2 separate regions of the Mus musculus genome follow, and region 2 is linked to region 1. A link is a contact called in public HiChIP or PLAC-seq data. All regions are on one chromosome and are shown on one strand. Each heading gives the region's core, a stretch centred on a gene start, on an enhancer-like site or on the middle of the called end of the contact. The rest is flanking DNA. Distances are from core to core; before and after follow the strand shown. Region 1 holds the start of BC106179 (cDNA sequence BC106179). Region 2 has its middle 25 kb from the start of Masp1.

Evidence for each region. HiChIP or PLAC-seq counts read pairs in DNA pulled down with a chosen protein or histone mark.
Region 2: a contact with region 1 is called in an H3K27ac HiChIP or PLAC-seq map of the NIH/3T3 cell line, with 8 times the contacts expected there. The contact joins the enhancer-like site here to the promoter of BC106179 in region 1. A contact is called at or near these places in 2 of 39 promoter capture datasets (both in the 3T3-L1 cell line), 1 of 484 Hi-C or Micro-C datasets (cortical neurons), 1 of 115 datasets of contacts at active chromatin or transcription factors (the NIH/3T3 cell line) and 1 of 9 other capture datasets (pancreatic islet).

The regions. Positions count from the first base shown.
Region 1 is chr16:23,223,734-23,227,289 of GRCm38.p6, forward strand. BC106179 (cDNA sequence BC106179) reads right to left here and starts at 1,751. Exons shown (of 3, transcript NR_152126.1): 1 at 1,735-1,751; 2 at 52-711. St6gal1 (beta galactoside alpha 2,6 sialyltransferase 1) reads left to right here and starts at 1,007. Exons shown (of 8, transcript NM_145933.4): 1 at 1,007-1,496.
Region 2 is chr16:23,544,224-23,547,779 of GRCm38.p6, forward strand. It overlaps a transcript of Rtp4 not described here. Among named protein-coding and RNA genes, the nearest start is that of Masp1, 25 kb to the left of the region's middle. Within about 2 kb of position 1,813, at least 9 of the 459 cell types and tissues checked have an H3K27ac peak or open chromatin away from gene starts, as enhancers often do. A contact at or near this core is called in the NIH/3T3 cell line, where this site is marked.

The DNA of each region.
Region 1 (3,556 bases), core at 501-3,000:
CTCCATGTTGCAGAAGAGGAAAGAATGGCCCAGAAAGACTGTGGAACTCACCCAAGAACAAATAGCTTCTTGGCCACAGAACTGAATTCACTGTCTGGCACTTTCTGATTTGGGTCTCTGGCTCCAGAGCAGCTGGGGGAGGGTGAGCAGCTAGGGGCTCAGAATCAAAGGATGGAGGAAGACAATCTGAAAGACAGGTGCTGGGGAGGAGGCGGCAATCTTTTCTTTCCCAGGTTGGTGGTGGGAAGCGGCTATCTGGACTTGAAGAGAACGCTCTGGTCCTGGCTCCAGCAATCTTACTGTAGAGGCTATTTTGCTACACAGAAAACCCAGACCAGCAATTTTCTGCGTTCTTGGAGCTCTATTTGATTCCTCTCCCAGCTCAGAGGTGGATATTTGGGATGTGATTACTGCCTCAGAGTAGTCAAATCTCTTCTCTAGGATAGAAAGGACCGAAGGAGCGGCCAGATGGTGGCTTCCAGTTCTCTTACAGAGGAAAGTTTTCAGTCTTTCGGAAGTGGTCTGTGGGTAATCAGAGATGGTCAGACTGCCAGACTGCTTCTTCAACAAGATGTTTCCTCCTGACTTCTCCAGCAGCCGTATCCTAAGCCCAGTGGAAGGAAGGTGCCCGGCTGTCTTTACCTTTGTAACCGGGTCCTGCCTGCCTGCGTACCTACTGTGAGAGTTCCAGGTCGCAGGACTCCAGAACATCTAAAAAAAAAAAAAAAAAAGTTTGACAAGGCTGTGTACAGGATACACTTAATGTTGGGGGATTTTTGTTAAACTCTAAATACTACAGTCTAAGATGTATGTGTCCTACATAAAAATTTGAGTTTTCACAGGGGTTAAATGACTTGTTTGATCAGGATCACCCTGTGCAGAGCCAGGACAAGCACTCTGGTAAGAACGTTTTCGCCAGATAACACTGAATCCAATCCATCGGGACACGCAGGGGGTGGGGGTGGAGGCAGCATTTGGGCTTCCTTGCCTGCCGCATTGCTCCGCCCCAAAGGCTTGCTCTTTGTGGACAGACTGCAAGATTCCCTGCATTACGGGGAGCCCTAAGCAGGCACCTTTAACCTTGAGCCTGCTCGCTAGCGACCTCCAGAGGGCCAGGATGGTTTGGGACCGGTGTGATAGAGCACTTTTCTAGTTTTAACGACTCTATTTGCATAACGGAGACCAAGCGTCCTCCCGCCGGTCTGCCGTGCTTTTCTTCCCTCCTTCCCGGTCCTCTGTACCCTCATCTGTGCTCCCTCTCTGCTTCCCAGAAGATCCGTTCTCAAGGGGACTCACTCGGAGCTTGAGTCCCGGGCTCTTCTCCCTCGGCCCGGCAAGATCCAGAGGCACCTGGGGGAGTGGAGTTGAGCGCCAGCCTGGGTTGGGGAGCCGCCCTGGCACTGCCCGACCCTAACAAAGGGAATCGGACTGCGCGCCGTGCGAGCGCTCGGTGGGCTCAGCGACCGCAGCCGCCTTCCCGATTGAGAGAGCTGCAAGTGAGTAGGGGCGAGGCGGGCGGCACGGGTCTGAAGAAGGAGTGCAGGGGTGCGCTGAGAGGCAGCCCTAGCTGCGGGAGTAGGAGCCGCCGCCCCGGGCTGGGGATGTCTGTCGCGGGTCCAGGGGAGGGACCGCCTTGGCCTCCCCTCCCTAATCCCCCACCCCCACCCCCACCCCCCGGCACGCCAGCCTGCGCACCCATAACAAACCCACGTGTGCGGGGACGCAGGAACCTACACTGCAGCGTCTGTATTGTGTAAGGCGTTGACTCGCGGAGTGAGGGTCTCTTTAGATCTTGCCCACTTTGGTAACAGAGCAGGAAAACAAGCCCGGTGGAAGGAGAGGGGGAGCGCAGGCACCACAACAAACGCACGTGTGCCCCGGCTGAACCTCTTTTGGTCAGGTTATTGTTCCAGCCAAACCAACGGGTGCGGCGCTTGGAGGCCACCTACTACTGCTGGAGAGGTGGGGACCTTTCGCAGCGGTGCTCTGTGAAGGGACGGACTAAACCTGTTGATTTTTAAAGGAAAAAGAAAATACAAACAAGAAAGAGCCGACAAAAAGCCCCCACCCCACCCACACGTATGCTTCACCCATTGGCACGGGTTTGGAGGTGAAACCTACAAGCCCTCATCTCTTCTTCGAGATTTTCTTAAGAGTCGTGGGCTGAACTAAGGATCTGTAGGGTACCCTTCTAAAATAGACCCTGCCCGACACACCATTGTCCCCGTGCACTGGCGACTGCCCCTGTTGGGGAATCTCGAGCGCCTCCCTAGCTTGCTGAAAGAATAGTTCATTTTAACAAAATCCACCAGTGAGGTCTTGGGTTTTGCTTGCTCTTCGCCTGGGAGCTCCCTGTGGCTAGACATTTCAGGTGTCACTGGCCCTGGCCACACAAGGCCAACGGGGGCCCCTCGTCTAGACGGGGACGTATCGGAGGCTCGCAGAGGTAGGTCCACTGTTTGCTGTGCTTTCCCCTTAACTTTCACTCTGCTCACGCAGCCGGATTTTTAGCGTATTGAGGTCTGGGCTTGTCAGCTCTGAGGAAAAGTTGAGGACAGGAAGGGGGCGGTGAACGGATCCTAGGCGACCTGTGCAGGAGTGACAGCATTTTACCAATCTGATGCTGCACCTCGAGTAGTCCCTGTGGAGACTAACCTGTCTCTGAAGACAACTGGACAGCCTTCAACCGTGTACCTTTGTTATTGAAAAAATCCAGGCGACAGCTAGGGAACCTTTTTAATTTTACAGGCAGGAAGCTGAGGTCTGAGAGTTCAGCCCCTTGGGTCTTCCAACTGCTCGGCCTTCATCCAGAGGATTCTGCGGTCGGCTTAAAAGGCAGTAGCCTCAGGCAGGGCGGAGTGAAACAAAGAAAATAATTCAAATTGGAAACTGCGCCCTTCCATTATACCTTTCTAGAGTTCTCTGTTTTAGTGGAGAAGAGGGACTTAGCATTTCCCCCACTTCTCAGCCTGTCCCGCTTCATAACTTTGCTCTGCTCTCCTGGCTGCCCTCTTGTTCTCAAATTGAACTAGGGCCAACTGGAGAGGCTTAGATGTTTTGCGGGCGCTAAGAAGCCTTTGTTCGGGCAGAAGCTGGGGCTGTTGACATCAGCCCCGCTGGGAGGAGAGTGTCTCTTGTAGTCAGCTGCTTCTGAGCCCCTCAGTACAGAACGAAGCATTCTTTTCATTGATTTTATTTAATTAATTTATCTATTATGTATGATTCCCGTGGAAGTGACTGTGCCTTTTGTGTTTAGCAGAGAAGCAGGCAGAGGACAGTGAGATTAGTTTCTCTAAAGCTAGCTAGTTTGTGCTTGGAGGCTTTTCTCTCCATCTTCGCTCCGCCTAGGTGTGTTTCCTTCCTCCTAGTCGTGTTTACTTTCCCCTTCATTTCCAGGCTGTTTAGCTTTGTAATGGCAACGTTAAAAAAAAAAAAAATCACAGCTCTCAATTTACAGGAATAGGAGAGAATTTATTCTGGAGCCACTTCGGGTGACCCTGGCCTGGGAACACAGATTTAGATGATCTCAAATTCTATGTTGCAATGTGGAAGCAGC
Region 2 (3,556 bases), core at 563-3,062, 320 kb after region 1:
GTAATGGGAGAATTATAAGCCCACAAATTACACATCTGGAGATTTCAGCACTTGGGGTGTGGTAGGGTAGAATTTGTTAAAAAATGGGTTGCACCTGAAAAGAAGATCTAAATATAACGAATGAATTACGAATTACGCATACTTGTAAAACAGGGCCAGTCATCCCAGGCGTTATTTTAAGTGAAGAAGCTAAACATCAAAGGCAAATGTTTTATGGTTTCATTTATATGAAACTTCTACAAAAGCAAAACAATAGAGAGACAGGAAGCAGAGCAGAGGCTTGCTGGGGTAAAGGAATGTGCAGAGGAGGAGCGGGTGCTGTGTGGGGTAAGTAGAGAGAGCCCTAAAACCCGTGATGGCTGCAGAAACTTCGGCACACTGTACACTGCATAAACACAGGGTGGGAAGGCAGAGGCTATGGGAGGCACAGGGACTGACAAAACCAAGCCCGACGTGGAGATGGCAGATAATTCTGCTCATTTGTACTCTGCTCTGCAGACATGCTGAATTTCGTCTAAACCTCTCAGTACTTCTTGGTCTCCTCACACCACATCCGCAGTATCATTAAACCATGTGTGGTTTAGAAACAGTTGAAAACCATAAGAATAGGTGAACGATGCTTAGATTTATCTTGGAAACTAATTTTTTTTTTTTGTATTTTGTAATTTTTTTAGGGCAAGATCTCACTGTGTTGTCCAGGATAAATTTAAACGTTTGGGCTCAAGTGGTCCTCCTGTCCCCAGTTTCCTGGGGAGGATAGGATTGGGACACCAGTTGCCTACGTGCTTCTATACAGTAACCAAAAATACCAGGAGTAGACCATGGACAGCTGTGGTCTCGAGCACACACGTTTGTCATGTTTGAGGCTGGTTCTGACTATGAGTGAAGCACAGGGAAGGCAGCTTCTCTTTAGGCTTTAGGATGGGAGCCACCTGCAGCCTAGTTCCCTGGGCTGCTAAGCAGCTCTGTGGCTCAGGTCTTGCTCCAGTTCCAGAGCATTTTCTGACCTCTATCTCATACCTGCAGAAACAGAACTTCTCCTCTGGCATCTTAGTGTTCCAAGTATCATAGCAAGTATCTCCAAGTGTCAGGGATATTTATGAGCCTTATTTGCAACCATACCTTTTGGGTATTTGGTTTTGAGAGTAGTCCCTGTTAGCCTTCTCTTTAGGCACCGCCTAACAGTTACCTAGCAACAGCCAGGTACCCTTGAATAAAAGGACTCTTCCTCCCCATTCTCCCGCTCTTTCTCCCCTCTTTACCTATTCTCTCCCTCTCTCTTCCCCACGTGTCCCCAGCCAGCCTCTTCCCCTCTTTCTTCCTCTCTCCTTTCTCTTTCTGTCCTCTGTCCTCTTTCCTCTGCCTCTATCCCCATCTCTAGATTCCAAGTGAACTCCCTTTTATATTAGGCCTGTCATATGACCTAATTGTCCAGGGTGACACCTTGGCAGGGCCAGCCAAGGTCTCCCCTCACCCAGCCATTTTATAAATCACAACAATTGCAAAGAACTGGCTTGTAATAGTCAGGGTTTCTATTGCTGTGACAAAACATTATGTCCGAAAAAGCAAGGTGTGGAGGAAAGTGTTTATTCGGCTTACACTTCCACAGCACCGTTCATTATTAAAAGAAGTCAGGACAGGAACTCATACAGGGTGAGAACCTGGAGACAAGAGCTCATGCAGAAGCCATGGAGGAGGGCTGCTTACTGGCTGGCTTTCTCTGGCTTGCTCAGTCTGCTTTCTTATAGAACCCATAACCACCAGCCCAGGGATGGCACCGCTTACCAGGAGCTGAGCCCTCCTCCGTTGACCACTAATTGAAAAAATGCCTTATAGCAGGATCTCATGGAGGCATTTCCTCAACTGAGGCTCCTTCCTCTCTGATGACTCAAGCTTGTGTCAAGTTGACACACAAAACCAGCCAGTACATGGCTCTAATTTATGATTAAAATGCCTTTGCTTACAATTACACACACACACACACACACACACACACACACACACACACACACACACATCTATGTCTCAGAGAATAGGGCTTTGTTTCAGTAAACACAGCACTCATAGCTTCAAAGCTTCAGATGAGTGAAATGGTAGATAGTAGAGTAGAAAACCTAAAGTTCTGAGAATCTGTATTGATTACCTCAATCCCTCTGCTTTTAAGCCTCCTAGACCCTTCTAGCAAAATGGAAAGTGTCTCTGTTACTCTTCCACTGCTGTGATGAAATTTGCTCAGAAGCAACTTAAGGGAGGAGGCATAGGTTTTGGTTCATAATTTCAGAGAAATCTCAGTCCATCTAGGTGGGGAGGCCTGGCAGGGGCATGTGGCTCTGTATATGGTAGGAGGGTGACTGCCTTACAGAGTAGTACCAGGAAATATACAGGGTACACACATATACCCACATAGACAGCCAGACACAGCCATACACACATACATACAGGAGAGAGAGGCAGAAAGCGACAGAGAGAGACTGACACACAGACAGACACACACGGAGAGAGAGGCAGAGAGAGACAGAGAGAGATAGACACACTCACACAGAGACACAGAGACAGAGATGGACACACAGACACAGAGATATACAGAGAGACAGAGACACACACACGGAGACAGACACACAGACACAGAAAAAGAAAGAGACACACAGAGAGAGACAGACACACAGAGAAAGACACACCCACCCACAGACACAGAGAAACAGAGACACACACATGGAGACAGACAGACACACAGACACAGAAAAAGAAAGAGACACACAGAGAGAGACAGACACACAGAGAAAGACACACCCACCCACAGACACAGAGAAACAGAGACACACACATGGAGACAGACAGACACACAGACACAGAGAAAAAGGAAAAGACACATAGAGACAGAGAAGACTTCAAAGGCCCTCCCTATTGACTGCTTTGTGCCAGCCAAGCTCCTGAATGCTCTCTACGATTCACAATAGTGTCACAGTCTGGGAACCCAGAGCACACCACATGAGCCTTTGGAGGATCTCTCGTTCTCAAACCACAACAGAGGCCGCCGTCCACCGATGCTGCAGTTGTTTGGCTGCTATTATTGAACCCCAGTCAACCCTCTTGCTCTTGCACTTTGAACCCAACAGCATCATTTACTTTTGTATAGTTGAAGCCAGCGTGTAGCCCATCTCCACTCTAGATGCCCAGCGTCTTTGAGTCTGTGCTCAGTTGTTATTTCATCAAGCTCTGGATCAACTGAAATCTCACCAGGTCAGCTTCTGCCATATGGCCGTTCTCAGCGTCCCTACCTTTACTTAACCTTTGGATTGGCTTGTGCGTCTACTTTTCCTCTTGCATACTTGCTCACTGAAGGAGGACCCTCCCCCTTGGGTTCAGGGTCCCTCTCCCAGCCCCAGCCTAGGGTAGCCTCGTCCTCTCTGCCCTCTGCAGACACTGATGTGGCTGCCCGTTCTCACGGCACAGAGACTTCAGTTTTCCTGACACAAATGCATCATCCTTCTCTGTCGCCATGTGTCCCCTTCCAGCTGTCCTGCAGTCTCCCCCCACATTCTTCCTCAGTGGAGTC